Regions from separate parts of the Zea mays genome. Here regions 2 and 3 are each linked to region 1. Evidence: chromatin contacts called from public Hi-C data. All regions are on one chromosome and are shown on one strand. The core of a region is the stretch at or near the end of the contact, and the rest is flanking DNA. Distances in the headings are between cores, read along the strand shown. Region 1 holds the start of LOC100191808. Region 2 holds the start of LOC107403161 (Protein SRC2-like protein). Region 3 holds the start of LOC541990 (Glutathione transferase III(b)).

Region 1 (3,283 bases), core at 466-2,965:
TAATCCTCGGACGAAGAAGCCGGCTGGTACTGGTACTGGTAGCTATACGGCGCCGGCTGCGGAGCGCTGTAGTAGTACGGCTCGTACGCCGGCGACCGGTTGGAGGAGTAGTAGTTGTTGCTACTGCTGCTGTAAGACGGCGTGTAGTGCTCGTCGATGTAGCCCTGCGACGGCCCGGGCCTCCCCATCGGCATCGGCGCCGGCGCCGGAGCCGGGGCGGGGGCGTAGTAGGACGCGCTCACGCTCGGGCGCACCTGGTTGTAGCTCATGACTGCCGGCGGCGGCATGCGGCTCACGTAGCCCCCACCGACGCCTCGGTGGTCGTACTCCACAGTCACTCTGGCGTCCACGGGCTGCCTCTCCTCCATCTCCGCCGTATGCTGCTTCGATTTCGCTTTCCCCTTCGCCTCGCTGGGTCCTTGCTGCGCCGGTGCCGGTGCCGCGGCCGTATCGTCGCCGCCGCCGACGTCGTCGGCGCTGGCGTTTTCTTTGCTGTCCTGGGCCGCCGGATTCGGGGCCTCTCCTCCGCCGGCGCTCGGCTTGGGCTCCGGCGGCGAAGGTAGCGGGTTGCTCGGCTCCGCCGCGGCGGCCTCGGCCGTGTCGGCGGCGGCGCCGCGCTCCTCGGCAGGTTCGCTGGGTCGGCCCGGCTCCGCAGGCTGGTTGTTCTTGGGCTCCTCCTGCCTTTGGCTCTCAGCTGGTGGTACTGGTGCCGGCTGCTCCTGCTGCTGCACCGGCTGCTCCGGCCACAGCTCCGCCTGCTTGCCGGACTTGCGCAGCTTGGCGACCAGCATGTAGGGGTCGAGCTCCGTCGAGACCGTCGCCACGACCTTGTTGCTCCGGGCATCGATTTCGCATCGGTACACGCCTTGAACAGGATCAAAAACAACACAAACTCAGCACCTTCACCCGATCAAACTGTCCCAGAGACTTGCCATCGACTTTGTTTCGTTATTTTACCGATTAGAAAAAAAACAAGAACGAGGCCGGCAATTGCTTGCAAAAAAAAAAAGGCATGTACTAGTGCTGAGTAGGTGCTGCAATCGAAGGCAAGGAGCTGTGTAAGCAAGGCCTTGGACAATGCCAAGCTACGACGTGTGGGTGGTAAACTGAAAGACCCGCTAGCTAAGAGCGTGCGACGCGTACCGCTGATGTTCTGGAGCACCTTCTTCACCTTCTTCTTGCATCCTTGGCAGTGAATCGACACCCTCAGCGCCACAACCTGAATTAAAACAGGACACACAGTCACAGACGGATCGCTGAGAAGAAGAAGAATCAAACAGAAAGAAGAAGAAGATGAAGAAAATAAAAACAGTGGCTGGACCGCTGGAACAGGAATCAGACAAGCTGAAGAAGAAGACCAATTGCGCGCTCTGCAAACATGTACCAGAACTGGAACTCGATCGGGTCCAGGGAAAGAGATTAAAGAGAGAAGAGGAGAGAACATTGGTACCTGGCACTCTATAGGCTCTGATGAGGCCATGAGAGCGAGGCGAGGAAGGTGCTCGCAGGAGGAGGAGGGGAAAGTCAAGTGCGCCCCTCCTGGACCTGGAGTCGTCGTGAACTGATCGGAAGCGCGGAGGGAGAGAGCTTTATACCCCGCACTAGTTTAGTAGTGATAACAACGAGTGAAAGGAATCGAAGCAACCGCCATATATACGGAGAACGAACGAATAGTGCTGAGCTGAGCTGCTGAACACCTTTGGTGGCTTTAACAAATGAATGGACGCACCACGCTCTTGGAGAGGCTGGCTGGCTGGCTTTGGGAGGAGGTAAAGATGGCCGTGAAAGTGAGACCAAGCGTATGGAGGTGGACATCCATGCATGGTTCACTAGTGCTAGTCCTAGTCGTCTTCTTCTTCCTTTCTTTCTTTCGGAGCTCATCATGAGCTGTACTACAACACTGTGTAGTCATGATGCCAACTAAAGCGGCTTTTTCTTTCTTTCTTTTTGCACTTTTGCTAATTGTTGTTGCTGTCTTGCTCAACTGAGCTACAACTAAAGAGATTTTTCCTGCTGTGCCGCTCTTCACCTTCCTTCTCCTCCTCCTCCTCCTCCTAGCTCCTCCTGTTTTCTTTTCCGTGAGACCCAGCAGGAGGCGTCATTGGGCAACAATTTAGATCCGTGCAGCACGTGGATTTGGATTCTTCATCTGGAGATTTAGTTGTGCTGGTATGTGTAGGTCTTTGGTTTGGACTTTGGCATGGCACCATACAAAAACCGCTAGCTAGCCATATTATATGCTCTCTCTCTCTTGTCGACGCATGCATGCTCTTGCCTTGGAACCATAGAATTATATAACCAAAAGAAAGGAAACAAAAATATATACGAGGCGTGCTTTTAGTAACACAAAGCCTTTTTCTTCATAACGTAGTAGTACGTTTTTCACTTGTGAATGGAAACAAGCAAAAGCGAAGCAAGGCAGGCAGCAGCAACTCGATCGCTGACGAAGGAGATGACGGCGATGAAAAAAAAAATACAACGACGACGAAACACAAGATGACAAAGAGGAGGAAGACGACTACAAACAAAGTGTCATTCTATTTGTTCCCTCCCCTCCCCTCCCATGGTCAGCAGGATTATTACGACAACCCCTCCCATGCAATCATGCATGCATGGGCCATGATGATGGCTAGCTTCTTCACTGCAGCTCTCATGCAATGCAACCGAGGGTACGGTTAGTGGTGGCCGGCCTCCACCTCCGTCGTCACGCCAGTCGCCGGCCGCCCGCGAAACACCAGAGGAAAGATTGGCCACTGCATGCAACGCGATGCAAGTGCATCTTGTTAAGCTGTTATGGGTTTCGTTTGCCCGCCCGCCGTGCGTGCAGAGGAAGAGTTTGTTCCGCTGCTGCCTCGTCACAAAGCGCCTCGTGTGGTGTGGTGTGGTGTGGTGTGGCGTGGCGTGGCGTGGTGTCGCGCTTTCTTCAGTTTCCCATGGAGAAGAAAGCATCGATTCCACGTCCCGGCCCGGGAGGAAGAAGCCTTTTTAATTTTCGACGACGCACCGTATTTGCAAAAGGTGAGTTCTGGAGTGATCTGGAATTCGTTTTTGTGTGTTTGCAGGGACGTGGGAGGAGACCTAGCTAAAATATGGCTGCCTTTATTTGGTTATGGATGCCATTTTTTCAAAAAAAAAAAGAAGTGTGCTTATTATTTGGTCGGCCAAACAGAAAGATACTGTTAGGCGATCACACACTCGTAAGTAGAAATGACAACGGGAAATTTCATGTCGTAGAATAGCTCTCTATCTCGTTTTTATGATGAAAAAGATTTTCTCATGGAGC
Region 2 (3,283 bases), core at 574-3,073, 480 kb after region 1:
AATTTCATTTTGATGGGAACTTTGAGCAACCTGTAATGCATTCTAGCATCTAAAGTTTAGCACCTCAACGCATTCATCCTTGATAAAAAAAAAGCTATTAGTCATGGAGAGTGAACTATAGAAGAATACATGATAAACGAACCAAACGAAATGAGAGATATCGAGATAAGTGAATCCCTGCACATACTTGTCCAAAGTGCAGCGTTCAGTTCCTTGCTGATATCAGAAGCTGCAAAGGGGTAATCTATGCATGCACGCTTTTGCAAGATAATTCAAGATAATTCCATGGTTCCTCGTGTATTCGCCCAAAAAACCTTCTAAAAAATTACGTTGTAGTCGAGATTACAGAAAGAAAATATGGCCTTACGAATAGCTTGCAGGTCCATTTCACACTTAAAAAACTGTCTGCATGTAAACATGTTCATCTTTATGGTTTCCAAAGGCACCAATGCAATACAATGCTACGTGTATCAACCTGTTCCAAGATTGGATCATCAACACGTACAGGCAACTTCGCAAGCAAGCGCAAATATGAAACTGTCCCTCAAAATCTCAGTAAAAATGTTTGGTCAACACACACTCCAATCGATCAGACGTCAGACCATCAGAAACTTCGGAAGCAGGCGCCAATCTGAACAAAAGAAAACTGTGTGCCATTCATATAATGTCACGCTTCCAGTATCATATCAATAACATGCAGTGTATCAGATATAAGATGCATAATTTGATTTCGTCCTAACAATCAGATCGCGTATAAAGCGAAAGAAGTCACAAAGTCAGATCCAAGACGAAAGAACTCGTCTCTCAGATGCGCGGTATCACGTCACCACTGCGCTGCTCTAGAAATCGAAGCCACCGCCGTCGTCGAACCCGGCGTCGTAGCCGGCATCATACGCCGACGAATCCGAGATCATGTCCCCGACCAGAAGGCCCCCGACGGCGCCACCCAGCAGCCCGGCGCCGAGCCCCATCCCGAAGTTGTTCTTCTTCTTGGGCTGCTGCTGATACCCGTACCCGGCCTGTGGCGGTGGCGGGTACCCGTACGCGGCGGCCTGCGGTGGCGGGTACCCGTAACCGCCGTACTGCGACGGAGGAGCGGCGTAGGGCGCCGCCGTGCTGGGACCGGCGGCAGGGTAGGCCGTCACCGGCTCGCCCGCCTTGGCCGGCTTGCCTGCCGCAGGCGGGTACGCGCCGCCCGGAGGTGGGTACCCGTCGGCCTTGGCTGCCGGCGGGTATGCGGCAGGAGGCGGGTACGCGTCGGCCTTGCCTGAAGGAGGCGGGTACGTGTCGGCCTTGCCGGACGGTGGCTGGTACGCGGAGGTAGGCGGGTACGCAGCGGCCTGGGTGTAGGCGGCCTGGGCGGGGGCGTAGCCGTTGGCGCCTGTCGTCTGGGTGACCTCGCCGAGCCTGTACGACAGGTTGAGGACTCCCTGGGGCTTGCCCGAGGAGATCTTGCGGACCTGGTAGGCGACAAACTTGGCGGGGACGGGGCCGTCGGGGGCGCCGGAGAGGAGCTCGGAGAGCGGGATGTGGACCTCACCGACGTCGCGGTCGCCGAGGGCGCGCTCGGCGCGGAGGAGGATGTGGAGGGAGGAGGAGGCGCCGGTTGCCGGGACGGCGAAGCGGAGCGTGGCGTTCCAGGTAGGGTTGCGGCCGCCGGCGCGGTCGGCCTGGATCCGCTGCCGCGACCGGGGGTCGCCAGAGAGCGAAGCCACGGCGTAGACCTCCATCTTGGATAGCAGGTTCACGTCCTTGAGGTCCTTGGCCGAGATCAGTGTCAGCTCCAGCGGCCGCGTCGTCGCCATGGCCGGGAGCTCGCGGGTGGGCACTTTTTTTCTTGTTTGGATCCGGCGGAGACGCGAGAGAGTCGAGATAGATGATGGATTGGTTGGTTCTCCCTCTGCGAGATTGATCGGTTTTGTGTGATGCTGCTTGTGCTGGATGAATCGATGACTTGAGATTGTTTCCACGACACAAGGCTCGTGTTTATGCTAGGGAGGGGATCGGAGCTCGGAGGAGGCTGCTAGGACATTTCTTGAACGCGGATACTTTGCCTTCTGCATGACTGGTGGGTCCAAGTAACATGGGACTGTATGTCAGTGAAACCTTTGGTGGCTTGCAGGTACTTCTAGAATCTAGACCCCCGTGTGTGATGGAGGTCAGCGGTTTCCTTACACGCGGATGAGAAGAGGAGAGTGTAGCATGTATGACGCGTGGTCTCAGGGTGTGTCTGGGCTTACTCTGTGGCGCTTTGCGACCGCACCGCAACACGCGGATCGGTTGCCAAAGGCGCCGAAGGAATGGGACCGTTTCTTTTGCTCAGTGCCGTTGGGCCACCTTGTCGGTGTCTCAGTGCTGTTTGTGTAATATCCCAAGTGGCGACGTTTCTGCGCATTGACCAACGCCAGTGTGGCGTGGTTCTCAGCGAATCTCAGCCGTCAGTTGTGGTAGCGCCGGCGATTCTCTTGCGAAAAAAGAAAGATCGCCTTCGCCGTTTGCCGGAGGGATCTTTCCACGCGTCGACGACGCTGCTCGTCCGTCGCTATGGTTTTCTTCGCACAGTATGCTTATTCCATTTTGTCCAGAACATCGTAATTTTGTCCCAAATTAAAATTTATTCTATAATTTTAATATATTTATACAATAATTAATATATATTTTATATAAGTGTATATTTTCACTACTATTTAAATATAGACATAAAAATAAAGAACTAAAACGAATAATAATTTTGGAACATAAGTAGTACTAGATAAGTGCCCGTGCGTTGCAACGGAAAAAGTACAATAATAACATACGTATGGTCATGTGTTGTGTTGTAAATCAAAATTAATTGGCCTCTAGAACTTTGTAATAGTCTCATAACTTTTAAGATATATAGTTAGATGTTCGTGCGTTGCTACGATTTATATATATCATATAAGTAGACTTTATTTAAAAACAAAAACCAAGAACGGTCTTTCATAGATCATCGAAGTTTAGACTTTAGATACAACTTTATTTATAAACAAACTCATGTAAGATACAAAGATCAAGTGCCTTTCTTTATAGGATCTTTGAGTCCATTTTTTGCATGAACTTACTGGCACAAGGAAAAGAAAATTCAATATCAAACTGATTGAAGGGTATGGAATTATCATTAAAATTTAAGTATGGAATTACCATTGCAATTTAACAAGAGCCCATACTTCAACAAGAAATCCCATGATTTGCTAACAACCTCTTAAGTGAAGCTTCATCAACCCTTTGCCTCTTCACCTTTTGGCTCTTCAGCCACTTCAAC
Region 3 (3,283 bases), core at 403-2,902, 380 kb after region 1:
TCCATAGGTTATTAGGTATAGAACAAATCTTTATAAGGATATTGCACGAGTTTAAATTAGAATGTATGGATCAAAAAATAACTAGTTTTGAGAGATACATGAATTAAATGATGGATTTAATCCCACCATAGAATTAGATATGGGATATAAATTCATCCAAGAGGAAGGCCTTAACTGTAACCCAAACCCAACAGGTGAGTCGTAGGAACGGGCCTTGCGGTTGTGGGCCGAAAATTTTGTTGTTGTTCGAATCAACAGTCACGTCGCTCAGGAAGAAGGGAATTACGGTGAAGAAAACGCGTCCATCCAATCCAAGCTTCACAAAAAGATCAGCACTAGTAGGATATGCAAAGACCAACCAAAAGGCAATGAACACACACGAAAGCAACAGTGTTTATTACACAGGCTGTTAACACATGGCGCAGCAGCAAATGCAAGACAGGATGCTGCCTCTTTTATTCGACTCGGGGCTCCGACGCATCCGCGACCCAGGCAACGGCGCAACGCAAGGCGAGGTCAAGCCGAGGAGGAGGGCGGCGGGGGCAAGGGGATGGCGGCGACGGTCTTCTGGAACGCGGGGCGGGCGACGATGGCCTCCCACCAGGCCTTGACGTGGGGGCGGGCGGCGACGAGCCCGGCCTTGGGGGTCTTGCTGAGGTAGAGCAGGTAGGACGCGTGGTTGGCGTCGGCGAGCGTGAACTCGTCCCCGGCGAGGTACTTGTTGCGGGCGAGGTGCGCCTCGTACACGTCGAGCACCTTGGCGAGCTGCTCCGCGTGCTTGTCCACCACCGCCGCGTCGGGGGCGCCGCCCAGGAGCGGCCTCACGAGCAGCTGGAACACCAGCGGCGACGCGTTCGGGTAGAAGTGGTGCGACTCCACCTCTAGCCACACCTCCAGCTTCGCCGCCGACGCCGTCGCGGGGAGCAGGTCCGTGCCCTCCGACGCGTACTTGCTGGCGATGTACCGGTTGATCGCACGGGACTCTGCAACGCGAGATTGCGGTTCTTACACGACACGACAGCTATTGAGTTCTTAGGACAGTTCAGCACAGAAATCCGAGTGGTCAACACAACAGGGATAAGGTTCATTTTTTTAAAAAAAAAAATTGAAAAAAAAATCCAGAGATTACTGCTCCTAGATCTGGATCTAGATCTCGTACGTTATTTAATTTCATAACAATAATCAACCGCGACGAAGAATTATTATCAGTAAAAACAGAGGCGGGGGAGTTTACCGAAGAGGACTTCGTCTCCGTCGACGAGAGCCGGGATCTGGCCGAAAGGCTGTTCGGACGAAAGAGGGAGCCACACAGATCAGGCGCAAGCTAAATTAGCAGAGAGAGAGGAAAGACGCATGAACATGACGCACGTTGAGGGCGAGGAAGTCGGGCTGCTTGTGGGCGCCGGTGGTGAGGTCGACGGGGACGATCTCGAAGTCGAGGCCCTTCTCGTTGAGCACGGTGGCCACGCGCACCACGTTGGGGGACAGCGGCATCCCGTACAGCTTCAGAGGCGCCATCCCTGCTGCTGCTGCTTGGTCAAGTCTCTCGCACGCGTCCAGGCCGCAGTGGATAGGAGTAGAGTGGGAGCGAGTTTCCTTGCCCTCCGTTATCTTCTTCCTTCCTTATTATAGCAGCTGCCAGCTGACGAAGGAGGCGGACGGGCGGGGGCGACAGGGGCAGCCGCGATATATTTAATTGCGCCACCGCAATTTCTAATAAAATGGCGCAAATTGCCGTTGCATTGCATCTCCATGAGGCGGAAGGTAGAAAGGAAATCTGCCTTGGAAATCGAGATGCCGATGGGTTCTCATGTTAAAAATCGGCGCATAGATTACCAGATCTGTTTTCCTGTAGTGTCCCGAAAAGGAGACCCGAAACGAAGCTGCCTTGACGGACGCACGTTATAAATGGAGACGCCAATGGGTTTATCGTGTTAAAAATCGCATTGCCATGTCGATTTCTGATCAAGAAGGCTACGTGTACAAGTTATGTAAGGACCATATTTGGTTTTGTAATTGAGCGATATCCTAGACTAACTGGCAAGATGCTTGCTATGTTTTCTTTTTATATTTAAGTATAGAATGTAAAATATAGACACGTTTCTAGTCCTCCGCAGAGAATTCTGAAGCAGTATATGTATACTGAATCACCCGATTCACCCCGAGATGCAAGGCCAGCAGCGGTGGGGGTAGGTGCAAGGCGTTACGGGCATGGACATTGAGTCATCAGGTCAAGGATAACAAATAAAAGAACGGACGACGTGTGCTGTGTGGTGAAGCGACGAACCGCCAGCCGTGTGGTGGTGGTTGGGGGCTTGGGAGAGCGGATGCGGATGATGATTCGCATGAAGACGAAACATTACTATTATAAGGATCACAGCGCAACCAACCAATCAAACACAAGGACAGAATAGTTAGGCATACCGACAATATTTTATCCTAAAAGGCAAGGGCAAAAAAAAAATACAACGCTAGCCTAACTTATTCACCACGCTAAGACAACATTATTAGGCTACTTTATTTTATTCATGAAATAAATAACGATGCATTCTACTACGTTCGTCTGCAGACGGGTGATTTAGGCCTTCCGCAGAACAAACAGCAGAGCCAACAAGAAATATATATTTACAAATAAACTATTATTATTTTTGCTAAACCCACGAGTCAACGAAGGCACACAAAGATAATGTACAATCCTGGTACCGCGGTAGTGGGCATGAATAGATTGAGGGTGATGCTGACAGTATGTTGCGTTGCTACGGACTAGTGACTACGGTTGATCCGACGGTTTCAGGAAACTGTAGCAATCCAGCTGCAGCATTTCTCCTCCGTTGACTGGATCAAACCGGCATCTGTAGAAGCTGCAAAACCATTGGGGGGAAAGAAGAAATATTTAGATTTAGCTACAGCGCTTATTGTTGTAGAGAGCGAATGTTATGTTCCATGTTATCACCTTCCATCCATGCCAACGACTGCCACAGTATTCTTCTCATGTCCAAATGCAACAATATAGTGTTCACCCTCCTGCAGCCTGAATTGGGCTACTGACCATTCAGAGTGAAAATATTTTGGCAGCACACCTTCCATTGATGGAAAATAAACAATGAAACAAAGCCTGGTTAGAAAGGCAAACAGAAAAAGCAAGCCTGGTTATAAAGGCAAACAGAAACAGCAAGGAGCCCCTTCCATTTTCAGATGGTATCATCCCATGTGACTAGGATATATACTAGAGTAGAGACCATAACTCAACAGTCAGTGTTCGATTCTAAGCTTCCAGCAAGAC

The links. Hi-C and Micro-C count contacts between places; a contact is called where the count stands out from the background.
Region 2: a contact with region 1 is called in a Hi-C map of ear, with 2.8 times the contacts expected there. The contact joins the promoter of LOC107403161 here to the promoter of LOC100191808 in region 1. A contact is called at or near these places in 4 of 25 Hi-C or Micro-C datasets (ear, leaf, leaf mesophyll and 1 more).
Region 3: a Hi-C map of endosperm shows a contact between it and region 1, with 5 times the contacts expected there. The contact joins the promoter of LOC541990 here to the promoter of LOC100191808 in region 1. A contact is called at or near these places in 5 of 25 Hi-C or Micro-C datasets (bundle sheath, ear, endosperm and 2 more).

What each region holds. Positions count from the first base shown.
Region 1 is chr3:157,502,712-157,505,994 of Zm-B73-REFERENCE-NAM-5.0, reverse strand. LOC100191808 reads right to left here and starts at 1,715. Exons shown (of 3, transcript NM_001153668.2): 1 at 1,451-1,715; 2 at 1,144-1,219; 3 at 1-865. The coding sequence starts at 1,480.
Region 2 is chr3:157,017,973-157,021,255 of Zm-B73-REFERENCE-NAM-5.0, reverse strand. LOC107403161 (Protein SRC2-like protein) reads right to left here and starts at 1,823. Exons shown (of 1, transcript NM_001321443.1): 1 at 634-1,823. The coding sequence starts at 1,805. The coding sequence ends at 840.
Region 3 is chr3:157,122,975-157,126,257 of Zm-B73-REFERENCE-NAM-5.0, reverse strand. LOC541990 (Glutathione transferase III(b)) reads right to left here and starts at 1,652. Exons shown (of 3, transcript NM_001111641.2): 1 at 1,369-1,652; 2 at 1,235-1,283; 3 at 90-983. The coding sequence starts at 1,518. The coding sequence ends at 517. LOC100272812 (WD repeat-containing protein domain phosphoinositide-interacting protein 3) reads right to left here. Exons shown (of 4, transcript NM_001147265.2): 3 at 2,954-3,080; 4 at 2,399-2,861. The coding sequence ends at 2,771.